Regions from separate parts of the Mus musculus genome. Here region 2 is linked to region 1. A link is a contact called in public Hi-C data. All regions are on one chromosome and are shown on one strand. Each heading gives the region's core, a stretch centred on a gene start, on an enhancer-like site or on the middle of the called end of the contact. The rest is flanking DNA. Distances are from core to core; before and after follow the strand shown.

Region 1 (6,217 bases), core at 2,551-5,050:
TATTTTAAATCTGTGTTCCATTTTCCTCTGTTGATTTTTTTTTTAAAGAAGAATTTTGTTCTGCAATTTTAAGGCTATGACAAATTGGAGGGGGATAACGAGAGGCAGCTCTGAACACAGTAATATTTTAAGCCTCCTTGGTATGTACAGATAAAATCTACTGTAGTTGCTGTGTGGGATCTTGATTATGTAGGCATGAATTATTTAAACAACGTTTATGCAACATAAAGAACAATTGTCTAAAAATACTGGCAATCACGTTCTCACTTTTGTGGCTGTGTGTTCACTGGTGTCCCTGCTGTTACAGGGGGACAGTTGGTTCCTGACAAGCCTGGCTTTCAAACCTGCTTTTTAATTTGGAAAATTCAGCTAAGATCCCCAGGTACCAAATGTCTCAGGTTAGACCTCTTGCGCCTGGAGACAGGCTCACTCTTGAAAAACAGTGACCCACATACCACACAGCTCACGTTACCATCTGGGATGTGCTTGTCCCCCTGTTTCCACACAAATGCCCCAAACTGTAGCATTTAATTAACCTCTTTTCCATCCAGGAGATCAGATAGGAAAATAGCCCCAGGCTCCCAAAGCTATTGTCAGCCTTGCTTTGTCTACCTTTAGGGCCTAACTTCTTTCTGCTAATTATATGACCTTTTTCTGTTTTTCTCTTGTGAAATAACTCAGTGTGTCTGAACTCATAGCTGGGCCTTTGAATTTCTTTCGTGTACCTAGAAAAGATTTGTGGGGTTGAAATGAATGCAGAACAGGCTGCTCTTCTCTCCTGATCCATCTAGTCATGAGTCAGCATTAAACTCTCCACTTGGGTTTAAAAGCGGGGAAGCTGTGTGGCTGGGGAATCACATAAACAGTCAGCAGAGTGTTTCAGAGCAGGGAGGAAAATCTGGGTTCATTCTCCAGACTCCATGCTTAAGAAACTGGGCTTGGTAGTATGTGCACGAAATCCCAGCATGTGCAGTGGGGATGGAAGGATCTCTGAGGCCTTCGGGCCAGCCTGTGCAGCAGAGCCCGTGAGCTCCGAATTCTGTAATGAGGCCACATGGTATTCAAATGAATAAGATGTCAAGCAATTGAGAAAGACGGTGTGAGGGCTAAAGTTGTGTTTTAAGTTTAAATTACTGTGCTTAAGAGAAGTATAAAAAATGTCTCTAACCTGTAAGCTCCACGTATCCGAGGACAGGTCTCTTTCTGGAATGCTGAGGGCTGTTCGTGTAACATAGCAAGCCACATGTTTTCACTTCAGTAAACAAGGTTGGTTGTCCCACCCACACAGGCTGTGCTTGATCTCATGGAGGTGGGAGGCAGAAAGTACCTCAGGATGTATGCTTGCCTCGATCAGACACAGACAGGAAGTATGTAACCTTGTGAGCTTTGCCTTTAGGTTAGCCTGGCTAATCTGATTCAGCATCGTTTTCTGGGAATCCTGGGTATGGCCGACCGTCCTGGTCAGTATTAAATAAAGCTTGCAATCAATCCATCCATCCATCCATCCATCCATCCATCCATCCATCAATCAATGATTGTGAGTTTGGTCTTTCTCCTCATGATTCTCAGGGTTAACAAATCTGACCTCAACTGTGGCCTCTAGACACACAGACACTTGCACCCCACACCCCATAACATGAACACACACAGACACATACTAAAAACACAATGTAATGGGGGGCAGCTTTGATTTCATGACTGGTTAATATGAGGGGAAAAAATGTCCTCTGAATTAGGGCGAGATAAAAGTTGGATGTGAGTGGGTGATATGAAGTGCCCATCGGTTCTGCGGGGTACCTGGGTAGCACCTGTGGTTCGGCAGGCCATCTGGGTGGCAACCACAGCAGCATTCTGCAGTCCTGGGATCCTTTCAGTGCCTTCTTTGGGTTTCTGACAACTGTTTCTGTTTCTAGATCCTGCAATACAAACATTTCTTTTCATAGTTTAGAAGAGAGGAATGATCAGGATAATCCATGGGTGGTGAACGCCTTTAGTCCCAGCACTTGGGAGGCAGAGGCAGGCAGACTTCTGAGTTTCAGGCCAGCCTGGTCTATAGAGTGAGTTCCAGGACAGCCAGGGCTACACAGAGAAACCCTGTCTCAAAAAACAAAACAGGAAAAAAAAACAAAAAAACAAAAACAAAAAAATCCCAAAACAAACAAACAAATAAAAGAAACAAACAAACAAAAACAAGTGATACTTGGAGAGAGAGATGAAGAATCCAGAGGATGCCCTTGAGGAGTATCCTAATTAGCTTTTCAGGTATATGATATATGATAAAAAGAAGGCTTCTATTGTGACTCCAGAATAGAAAATTTGGGTTAATATGTACAATTATAGGAAACAAACAAAAAGACACTCTTCAGCATGAAGAAGGAAAGCCATTTATAATGGTCCACTCTAAGGTGAGAATCCAGTGTACAGGGTGTAGCAGTGCCTGCTCCCTAGATGGCACTGTTCTGGGGTGGACTGAGCTGAGGAGTCTGAATCCTGCTGGTGGGAGAGGCTCCTATTCTGTTAGCACACAAATGTTCTCTCTATTTCTGAAGATTCACACTCCCATCCTGTTCTCTCTCTGTGCCTCAGGATTCACACTCCCACCCTGCAGGTTCACATTCCCACCCTGAGGATTCACACTCTCACCCTGAGGGTTCACACTCCCACCCTGAGGGTTCACTCTCCCACCCTGAGGGTTCACACTCTCACCCTGAGGGTTCACACTCCCACCCTGAGGGTTCACTCTCCCACCCTGAGGATTCACACTCTCACCCTGAGGGTTCACACTCCCACCCTGAGGGTTCACACTCCCACCCTGAGGGTTCACTCTCCCACCCTGAGGGTTCACTCTCACACCCTGAGGGTTCACACTCCCACCCTGAGTGTTCAAACTCCCACCCTGAGGGTTCACTCTCCCACCCTGAGGGTTCACTCTCACACCCTGAGGGTTCACACTCTCACCCTGAGGGTTCACACTCTCAACCTGAGGATTCACACCCCCACCCTGAGGATTCACACTCTCACCCTGTGACACACAGAATAAAAATATGAAGGCATACAAGGGAGCGACTAGGCAAAGTTCTGAGGTTCTGGACTGAAGATTCACTGCTATGAGAGAGTATGGTTAGGTTTTAAATTTCCATATACATAAATACATATAGGAAAACATATCTCATGAGGTAAGAATTGATAAACTTGAAATTCTTAGGCCAAGACCTAGCACAAGTAATGTTGGCTTGCGGCTGTTACCACTATCTCAATTTTATTGATGAAGATACTAAAGGCTGAGTCTTTGCCTTATTTAAGCAATTGCCCATCAGGATGGGATCCTGATTGAGAGTCTGCTAGGAAGCCTGGCCCAAGTTGATCCTCAGCCTTTTGTGATTGCACACAGAACATCTAACTGGAAAAAGTTGTGGACCAATAGGTGAAAGTGACTTTTTAAAACTTAAATACCAAAATGCATGTTACTCTTGTTCAACTCCTTCCTTGTATAACAAGCCAATGAATAATTTAGCTAACATTTCTTGGTTTTATCTAAGGTATATAGTTTTACAAATATCCATTTTGGCTAAGCCAGCAATTGATTATTATTCTAGCAAGAAAACAAAATGTAGTTTGGGAAATCAGTCTGAAGTGATGTTTATACATTTCGAATTGAAAAGAGTGCCTCAATTTAAAGGTAAATGAATTGGAATATTCCTAGTGCCAGGATTTATTTCAATGTAACACAGAACACAGATGAAGAAAGGGACACTTGCATCAAGCGACAGTAATAACATGTGTAGTAGGTTATTAACTCTGTTCACTTGCTCACTCTCTCAGTAATGTTTAACAAGGTTTTATTGATTATAATAGCCTTGATTTGTAAGTGGGAACAGAAGATCACATTGTGGGCACCAGGCCAGTTCTTGCACACAAAGTCTGCAAGCCAAAGATTTCATTAATAATTTATTTTAAGGGGATTATACAAGCCCTCGTGGGCCTTTCTTTTGCAGGCATATTTCATTATAATGCATAGCTTGATTTGTGAATAACTAGGATATTAATTCTGGAAGGCACCATGAACTGGAAACTGGAGGGCCTAATCAGGGCCAGAGCTAGGTTTTCTGTCTTCTATTGCAAAGTCTTTGACATGGGATGTATGCAGGTTCTTTCATCAATAGAATCCTGAACACTGGCTGCAGATACAAAGACTATGACAGCTCAATAATTTACATTTCTCTAAGAAGCTTACCATAGAAGACCCCGGATGCTCTGGGATCATCTTCTGAGCTTTCTCGGGAGGCTGAATCTCCATGTTAGAGCTCATAAAGATTGAGTTTCAGAAACTGTTCAGTGAGCCACGGTCCCTGGCAAGTAGAAAATGACCTTAAATGGTCCATCTTAAATGGACCATTAAATGGTTCAGAACTCTATCCAACATTGCATATAGTTCCACATTCATGCTGAAACTATAGATATCTGTTCTTCCCTGTACCAAGAAAGTGAGATGCAACTAGCAGCTCATGGCTGCTCTGCCCCCAACTGCTTGTCTGCTCACTGAAGGCCACAGATCCATATCAGCTGCACTTGAGGCTCTTGGCCTGCTCTCTCTTCTATAATTCATTCACCCACCATCTCTGACACATAACTTCTTCCTTTGGATGTTTATAGCTTGTGTTTCTACACTCGATCTTATCCAAAAGACCGAGAAGCGATATAGCTTGTGTTTCTATCTTGCCTGTTTTAATGGCTGTTTCACATAGACTGCTTGATGCTCTTTTTTGGTCCTGTTCATTCTCAACTCTGTGGCTGGTGGCCAGCATCAAAGTACTCCTGAAAGGTGTCTGAAGGTCTGCAGATTCTTGTTTGTCTGGAAGAAAAGTCCTGACATTTAGTTCTTGACATGAGTTTATGAGTTATGACCATGTCTGTGGCTGGGTTACTCCTAGACTGCTGTGGTGGTTCTTGTTTCTACTCTCAACTATGACTAGAGTCACATAGCTGAGTGTTCTAGATCAAAGAAACACGAGGGATTTTGTATCTCTTTGATTCTGGCTGGAGAAGGAGCACTGAACTCATGCTAACCATGGCTTACTAGCATTCTAGAAACACAAATGCCCTGCTTCAACCTGGCTAGTCAACAGCTTCAACCACAGGTTCTGTGACTGGTGGTAGGCAGGTTCAGGGCGAGGGTAGCAGGGAGATTCTCTGCCAACACACACAGCCTTGATGCAGGAACACAGCAATATGCCTCCACACTGTCTACATCATGGTCCAGCTCTGAGAGCAGTGGCTCTCAATCTGTGGGTTGAGACCCCTCTGGGGGCTGGGGGGTATCGAACAATCCTTTCTCAGGATTGGCCTAAGATCATCAGCAAACAGATTTTATATTATGATTTGCACCAATAGCAAGCTCACAGTTATGAAGTAACAACAAAAATACGTTTATGGTTGGGGTAACCACAGTGTGGGGAACTCTGGCATTAGGGAAGGGTCATATCACTAGAAAGGTTGAGAATGGCTGGCCATGAGCTAACAAATATCTACGAAGTAGTGTGCTCTTCACCTCTTAAGTCATACCTGTCTACTGTCTGACCTTTAAACTTCAAAAGTCATCATGTCTTCCATAGAGCCCACGAATTTGCCCTGTGCGGATTCTCTTAGCTGTGGCAGAAGAGGGAAAACACTTTATCAGAAATCTAGATAATAAATATGTTAAGTTTTATGACCCATGCATTCTCTCTCAAAGATAATTGGCTCTGATGTTTGTTGAGCAGAGGTCTGAGAACATGAAAATGAGCTACCATGCCTTTGTCCCCATGAGGTCTAGGAACCATCATTTGTATGGTTAGATTATAACTAGAGATGTTACCGAACTCTCTCTCTCTCCTGGGTGCTCTTGGGGAATATCCTTGTTAGAGTGGAGTAGAGTCATAGAAACATAGTTGAGAGAGTGAAATGGTATGTGTGTGTGTGTGTGTGTGTGTGTGTGTGTGTGTGTGTGTGATCTTATCTATTCTAAATTGGCATTCCTGCCCAGACTGATCAGCAACCTCCAGCTCTTTCTAGGATTTATCTCTGTGTGTCAAGTGCCTTTGTTGCCTTCTCCCCCTTCCAAAATCCAGTCTCTGTCTAAGGACCACTTCTTCTTTGAGGCTCTTACTGCTTTAAACACAAGACCGATTGATTGGCTCTTTTAATTATATGTTACCCTTAAGTTCTATTGGATTGCCCC
Region 2 (6,190 bases), core at 1,811-4,310, 480 kb after region 1:
TCACTAAGACTGAAAAACAATGTAAATACTGAAAACAGTACACAGAATGTTAGTTAAACAAGCCTGCAGTGGTGGTGGTGGAGGCCAGTAACCCTGGCACTTTGGAGGGGTGGGATCATAAATTCAAAGCCATCTTGTGTTATAGTGCAATGCCTATTTCAAAATGAGTATATAATAAAACAATTAGCTGTGACTTACATAGATTATGCAGACCTACGTGTATATGTTTGCATATAGTAAGCCAATAATATAAATTTATTTGAGGCATGACAGTTATAGAATCAGGCCAAAAATTGCATAATGAAGCATAGCTCATCAAATTCCTCCAAACATGAATCGCATTCAATTTGATAAAATTAGAAACTGGGAACAATATGAAAGCTAACCAGCACCTCCAGCCAATTCAGCCACCTGCAAGCCACAATCACACTTCCCATCAGCTCTGGGAATATAGGAAGAGCAGGGAATTCAGAACTATTTTAAGCAGTTATCATACCACCAAGGAAATGCACCATGAAACCTTCCATTTCTCTCTTTAAAAAATAATCTGTGGCAGTATTGGAAATTGAACCTGCAATGTCAGGCTTGTTAGGCAAGCGCTCTATCATGCAGCTGCCCTATTCTTCTTTAGTCCATTGCATTATCGAAAGTTCCGTGATAATATTGTGTTGGTGAAAATATTATTTGAAAAAAAAAATGATTGTTCTCGGAAGAGGTTTGTGCCAGTGTTCCTTCATTTAAAATGGTAACATTGTTCTGACGTAGTAAATCATGTCTCCACATTAACCCCTAATATTTGCTTACATGGCAGAGGTGTCAGGTACAATAGTGGAATGGTGGGAAAAATGGAAATATAAGTGACTAGCAAAATTGTAAACCCATAGGAAGTTAGTAATGACAAATCCCTGTGGCACGCAGAAGGTAAACAAGAAAAGGTGGAGCACAGACAGCATGGAGGTGGAAACCATAACCCCAGCACTTGGGGTGGGGTAGGGTAGAAGCATCAGGACTTATTACGGTCATTCTCTTTAGCTATATAGCAAGTTTGAATCTAGCCTAAGATATTTGAGGCTGTGTCTCAAAAGGAAGGCAGGAGTAGGAGGGGTTGGAAATACTGATGTGTCCCAAGGTATATATAGAACTAGGAAAATTAGTTAATACATTATTTTGTATGGGTTTGATTTGTTAGTGGCGGTGGGGTTTCTTTTTTTTGGGGGGGGGGGGAGAAGGGCAGGTAATGAATGTATTTGTATTAAGAGTTATTAAGGCCACAGATAGACAGACAGACAGCAGCGTAGTGGAGGAGTCTGAATACAGTTCAGTGCCTAGCACCAGGGACAGACAGCATGGTAGGGGCTTTGAAAAGAAAAATCAGAGGTGAGAGAGGGGTCTCTCTGAGGTAGACCTGAGGGTAGTCTCACAGCACAAGCCTCTGTCTGGTTCTCTGATTTCCCAGGCAGGGAACAGGACATGTGACCACCAGTATCCTCTTTGATATGCAATCGCTTTCCCAGGTGAGAAATCCTGCTGTCTGGTGTTCTGTTTGCTTGAGACTCACAGACAATGTCTTCTGGTTCTGTCAGTATCTGCAGGATGGGAGAGTATGGGGCCTGAGTGACAGCTAGATCCTAATGGGAGAGTATGGGGCCTGAGAGTATTCTGGCCTGAGTGACAGCTAGATCCTAATGTTACATGCCTACATTTCCAGATTGTGTTTATTCATTAAAAAAAAAAAAAAAAGGAGTAGGTGAATGATTTTAATGGACTAGGAAAAGAGGAGACCCAAAGGAGAGTGTATCCACTTTGTCTAACTTCTAAATTAGCGTGGGATTAGGATGGGGCCTTCCCGTCTACAGCAAATAATCAGATATAGTGGGGAGGCACAGCCTGGTATCTATACTCCTGTGTCTAGGGGATGTTACTGGGTCCAAGCAGCATGCTGGACAGTATTCTGAAGGAAATGAATTAGCATGCCAATTAGCAAGGGTCTATCTGTGGAGTCAAAACAGTTATTAAAAGAATAATCACAAATATAAGTCAGAAAGTTCGTGGAAAGTTTTGAAATTGGTTTGAATTGGAGTTATTGAGAGAAGGGGTGGAGATTGAGTTAATGATAGGCATCAGAGAAGGGAGGTCGTGGGAGAGGCAGACAGTCAAGGTCGTCTTAATAGCGCTGCTATAGACTTCCTTAATAGACGATCCTATTCCATTGTTTAGGAGCAAAAGCGATATGTCATATGCAGAGGAAAGTAATAGCTTTGGCTATTTAAATGGCTAAAATAGACATCTTGCTTAGTCTTGTCAAGTTGACACACCCTGCAGCCATGTGGGAAGAGAGCAAGTCAGGTGAAGAATTGCTTCAGTCACACTGGCCTGTGAGAGACTGTCTTGATTCGTGTGGGAGGACCCTGCCCACTGTGTAAACCATTCCTAGGCAAGAGGGTTCAAGATACATAAGAAAAAGCCATGAAGGTGGCACGTGCCTTTAATCCAGAGGCAGCTGGATCTCTGTGAGTTCGAGGCCAACCTGGTCTACAGAGCGAGTTCCAGGACAGCCAGGGCTACATTGAGAAACCTTGCCTCAACACACACACACACACACACACACACACACACACACGTCAAAAAAGAAAGGGAAAAAAGGATGAAAGGAAGAAGAAAGGGAAGGAAGAAAGGAAAGGAAAAGAAAGGAAAGGAAAGGAAAGGAAAGGAAAGGAAAGGAAAGGAAAGGAAAGGAAAGGAAAGGAAAGGAAAGGAAAGGAAGCTTGGCCTAAGCCAGCACACAAGCCAGTAAGCAGCCTTTCTCCATGGTGTCTGCTCCAGGTTCCTATCTCAGCTCCCTTAGGGATGGACTATTAACTGGAAACATTAGCTGAATCCTTTCCTTCCCGAAGTTGTTTTTGGTCATGGTGTTTACCATAGTTACAGGAAAGCAGACCAGGGACAATTGCTCAATGTAGCTGTGGCTTTGAACCTGTAACATTTTAACTCTCCGTAAGTTAATGGGTTTGAGACACAGTCACATGGGGGCCGGATGGGCCTTGAATTGACTGTGTAGCTAAGGAAGGTTACAACTTCCTGTCCTCTTCCCGCTACCTGCCAAGTGCTGAGGCTAAAGCTATGTGCCTACACACTCCGCTTCTCTCATGTTTACAGACAGATAAAAGAACAGGAAGTGTAAACAACCCTGCCCTGGTGATAACTGCCTCCTCGAGATTAAAATGGATCTGGATGGCAGTCCAAAAGGACTGGCTTTACCTCTATTATCCAAACTTTTAAGATTACATTAATACATTACTTGTGAGTTTGTGGTAAACAGCACAGCTATCAGGAACCCCACCTGTAGAAGGAAACAGTTGCAATTCCATCATACTGGGAGGAGGCCAGGCACGAGACACAGATGGTCTCCCACCATGAAGCCCGTCTACCAGGGCAAAGAAAGTCTCTGGAGAAACTCCCACTCCTACAGCACCCTTACTGTGCTCAGTCTGTCAGGGGCTTGCTCTGGCCGTGGGTCTCAGTGAGGTCCTAGCAATCACAAAATCCAAGGCGCTCATTTTCTCACGCCCTCGTGTCCTCCAGAGCCTTGCAAACACGAGACACAGTTGGTATTCAATGTGATCCTCCCCCCACCCCTTTGCCTTTATTAGTTGAAGCTGAAATTTTGCTCATGCAAACTTTTCTAATACCGAACAAGCGGCTAAGCAAAAACCCTCAGCGGCCCAGGCTGGCTGTAAATCTCCTACATTCCAGCAGCTGCCTGCCAAAGTTCGGGCTGATTCTCATTAAGTCTACCCTCTCATATGGGATAGATTTGGCTGAGTGAGGATTTCCTCAGATTCCAAGACCTCTGTCTGTCTTTCCACTAAGTCGGCTTAGAAAGCGCTGACTCAGCAGGCAAACGCTGTCCCGTGCTTCCCCACCCCCGCCCCCACCCCCCAGGTCTAATGAAGTCATTGTCCTCTCTAAGGAGCCATGCCATGTCACTACCAAACAAAAAAAACTAACATTGAAGTTCTGACAAGATTAAGTGTCAGGTCATGGCCTCCTCCTTATCAGCAGTTTATGAAAGGCATTGGCAAAGACCATATTTAATCAACTAATTAATTAGTTAATTAATTAATCAGACTTCATGCAGTTCGGGGCTGGTGTCTAATTACTGGTGCATGCGCAGTTTCATCTAGCTCCTCCAGGATACCTGTGCTCACAAGTGTCCCTTAGATTCTGTCTCTGTATTACTAAACTCAGGAGCCCAGCAAGTTTGGAAAGGAAAGAGTCTGTCAGGGAAGTTTCCATCTTGGATTGACTTTTATGACATTGTGAGTTTTTTCTGATCTTTCTTCAAAAAATACTATAAAAAAAAAAATACACTAAAATCAGCCAGATGGATTTGGAAGTTTTTGGTTCCCCTTAATTTATATCATATTTTTATGAAGGCTTGTATGGATTTAAAACACACAGACACAGACACATACACACATTTCAAATTTCCCTCTTTGGAAGTTTTCTGCTTTTGATATGACATAAAAGAGTCTCCAAGGAAATGGGGGTCAGGAGAATTCTAAGTTTGTCACCTACAGCTGTCACTGTTCCTCAAGTTTCTACCTCTATTTTTCTTGGCAAAGCCCTATCAGAGTAAATAGAAATTTTGAACACTAACAGAGGAGCAAGCAGCCTGGTCTTGAACTCATTTGTGTAGCTGAGGGTGACCTTGATTTGTGGGTCTTCTGTCTCCACATTCTTAACTCTGGGATTACAGGCATGGCCAGCAAGGCGGGATGTGTATGGAGCTGGAAATGGAACCTAGGGCTTTGTGAATGCCGGCCATTCCAGCAGCCTGCCGTCCAAGTCACAGCCCTCGACCCACCAAGGAGATTATAAGGAGTACTTTTTGAAGAGACATGGCAAATATTTTTAAAATGCCCCTTTAGGTCATGAAAATCCAGGTAACTATTCTTGCCAATGTTTGTTTGTACATAATTGATATAAACAAAACTGGAGAAAAAAATTAACGCCAAAAACTTACAATTCTTTTCTCTAGAAAAGCAGCATTTTAAGATTATTTATTCCAGTTGTAAAAGTAGAAACTCTACTGTTTTTTCTCTGAGGTTTTGTAATTTTTTCCTTTGGTTTACAGTCACCTGAAATGGCCTAAGTACCCACAATTCAAGCACTTCTTTTTGGATAAAAACCAGAAAAGGATTATGTTGCATGTGGACCTTCTGCTCTGAGCCAGTGAGGAGTTGCAGGTTCTACTGCCAGGTTTAATATGTCTTCCAATATAAATCTACCTGGCTGGTACTGTAGCAGTTCTTCTTGACCTTTCCCGTGATTAAAAAACACATGTAGGATTGTTTTATAATCACATTATTGAAAACTTTAAAAGCAATCTAATTGCTTTTGTATATGTATTCTCTCCCTATTTCACATGTATACTTATTTTGCACACAACTGTTTTTATTGTGTATTAATGTAAACTTATCCTTTTCTTCACTTAACCTTTGGCACATTCATATATTACAATATAAATGTGATGATTAGCATTATGGGTAATAGTCTAGCAGCTCTACCAGACGATTACGTTATGTAACCATAGACCCTAGGATTAGCACTTTCTCTTTCTTCCCTTCTTTCTTTCTTCCTTTTCTCTTCTCTTCTCTTCTCTTCTCTTCTCTTCTCTTCTCTTCTTTTTTCTCTTTCTCTTTCTTTTTCTTTTTCCTTTTCCTTTTTTTTTTTTTTTTTGAAAAAGCTTAAAATTATGGGGTGTTTCTCACTTGGAATAATCTTAGGATAAATTGAATCTTTGTATAAGTTCCCAGGAATCTAGTGGTTTGAAGATAATAATGGTGATTCAAAAGCCTTTCCAGACCAATTTTAGAAAGAGCTGAATCAATAAAGAGGTGGTGATGAGGTCAAAACTCCTGCCCACTACAAACATGAACCCACCCCACCAATGCTTCCACTTCTTCCACATCCCAGAAGGGAATGTTTTAATTTTTTGAATGATTCACTTTTGATTTGATTTAATTAAAACAAAACAAAACAAAACAAAAAACAGAACATTGTTCTATGCTCAGTCTGGCATAGAACTTACTACATTGCCTAAACTGGCCTCAAACTCATGCCAATCCTCCTGCCTACATCTCCTAAATGTGTTAGGGTTATAGGTGTGAACCACCACACCTGCCTT

Evidence for each region. Hi-C and Micro-C count contacts between places; a contact is called where the count stands out from the background.
Region 2: a Hi-C map of liver shows a contact between it and region 1, with 4 times the contacts expected there. The contact joins two enhancer-like sites. A contact is called at or near these places in 2 of 15 datasets of contacts at CTCF or cohesin (both in the NIH/3T3 cell line), 8 of 484 Hi-C or Micro-C datasets (the G1E-ER4 cell line, bone marrow-derived macrophages, cerebral cortex and 5 more), 12 of 115 datasets of contacts at active chromatin or transcription factors (astrocytes, embryonic basal ganglia, embryonic limb bud and 9 more) and 1 of 9 other capture datasets (embryonic stem cells).

Annotation. Positions count from the first base shown.
Region 1 is chr10:21,456,356-21,462,572 of GRCm38.p6, forward strand. No RefSeq gene overlaps it. Among named protein-coding and RNA genes, the nearest start is that of Aldh8a1, 82 kb to the left of the region's middle. Within about 2 kb of position 3,801, at least 6 of the 459 cell types and tissues checked have an H3K27ac peak or open chromatin away from gene starts, as enhancers often do. A contact at or near this core is called in liver, where this site is marked.
Region 2 is chr10:21,933,606-21,939,795 of GRCm38.p6, forward strand. The region is part of intron 2 of Sgk1 (serum/glucocorticoid regulated kinase 1); the gene reads left to right. Among named protein-coding and RNA genes, the nearest start is that of Gm46215, 54 kb to the left of the region's middle. Within about 2 kb of position 3,061, at least 87 of the 459 cell types and tissues checked have an H3K27ac peak or open chromatin away from gene starts, as enhancers often do. A contact at or near this core is called in liver, where this site is marked.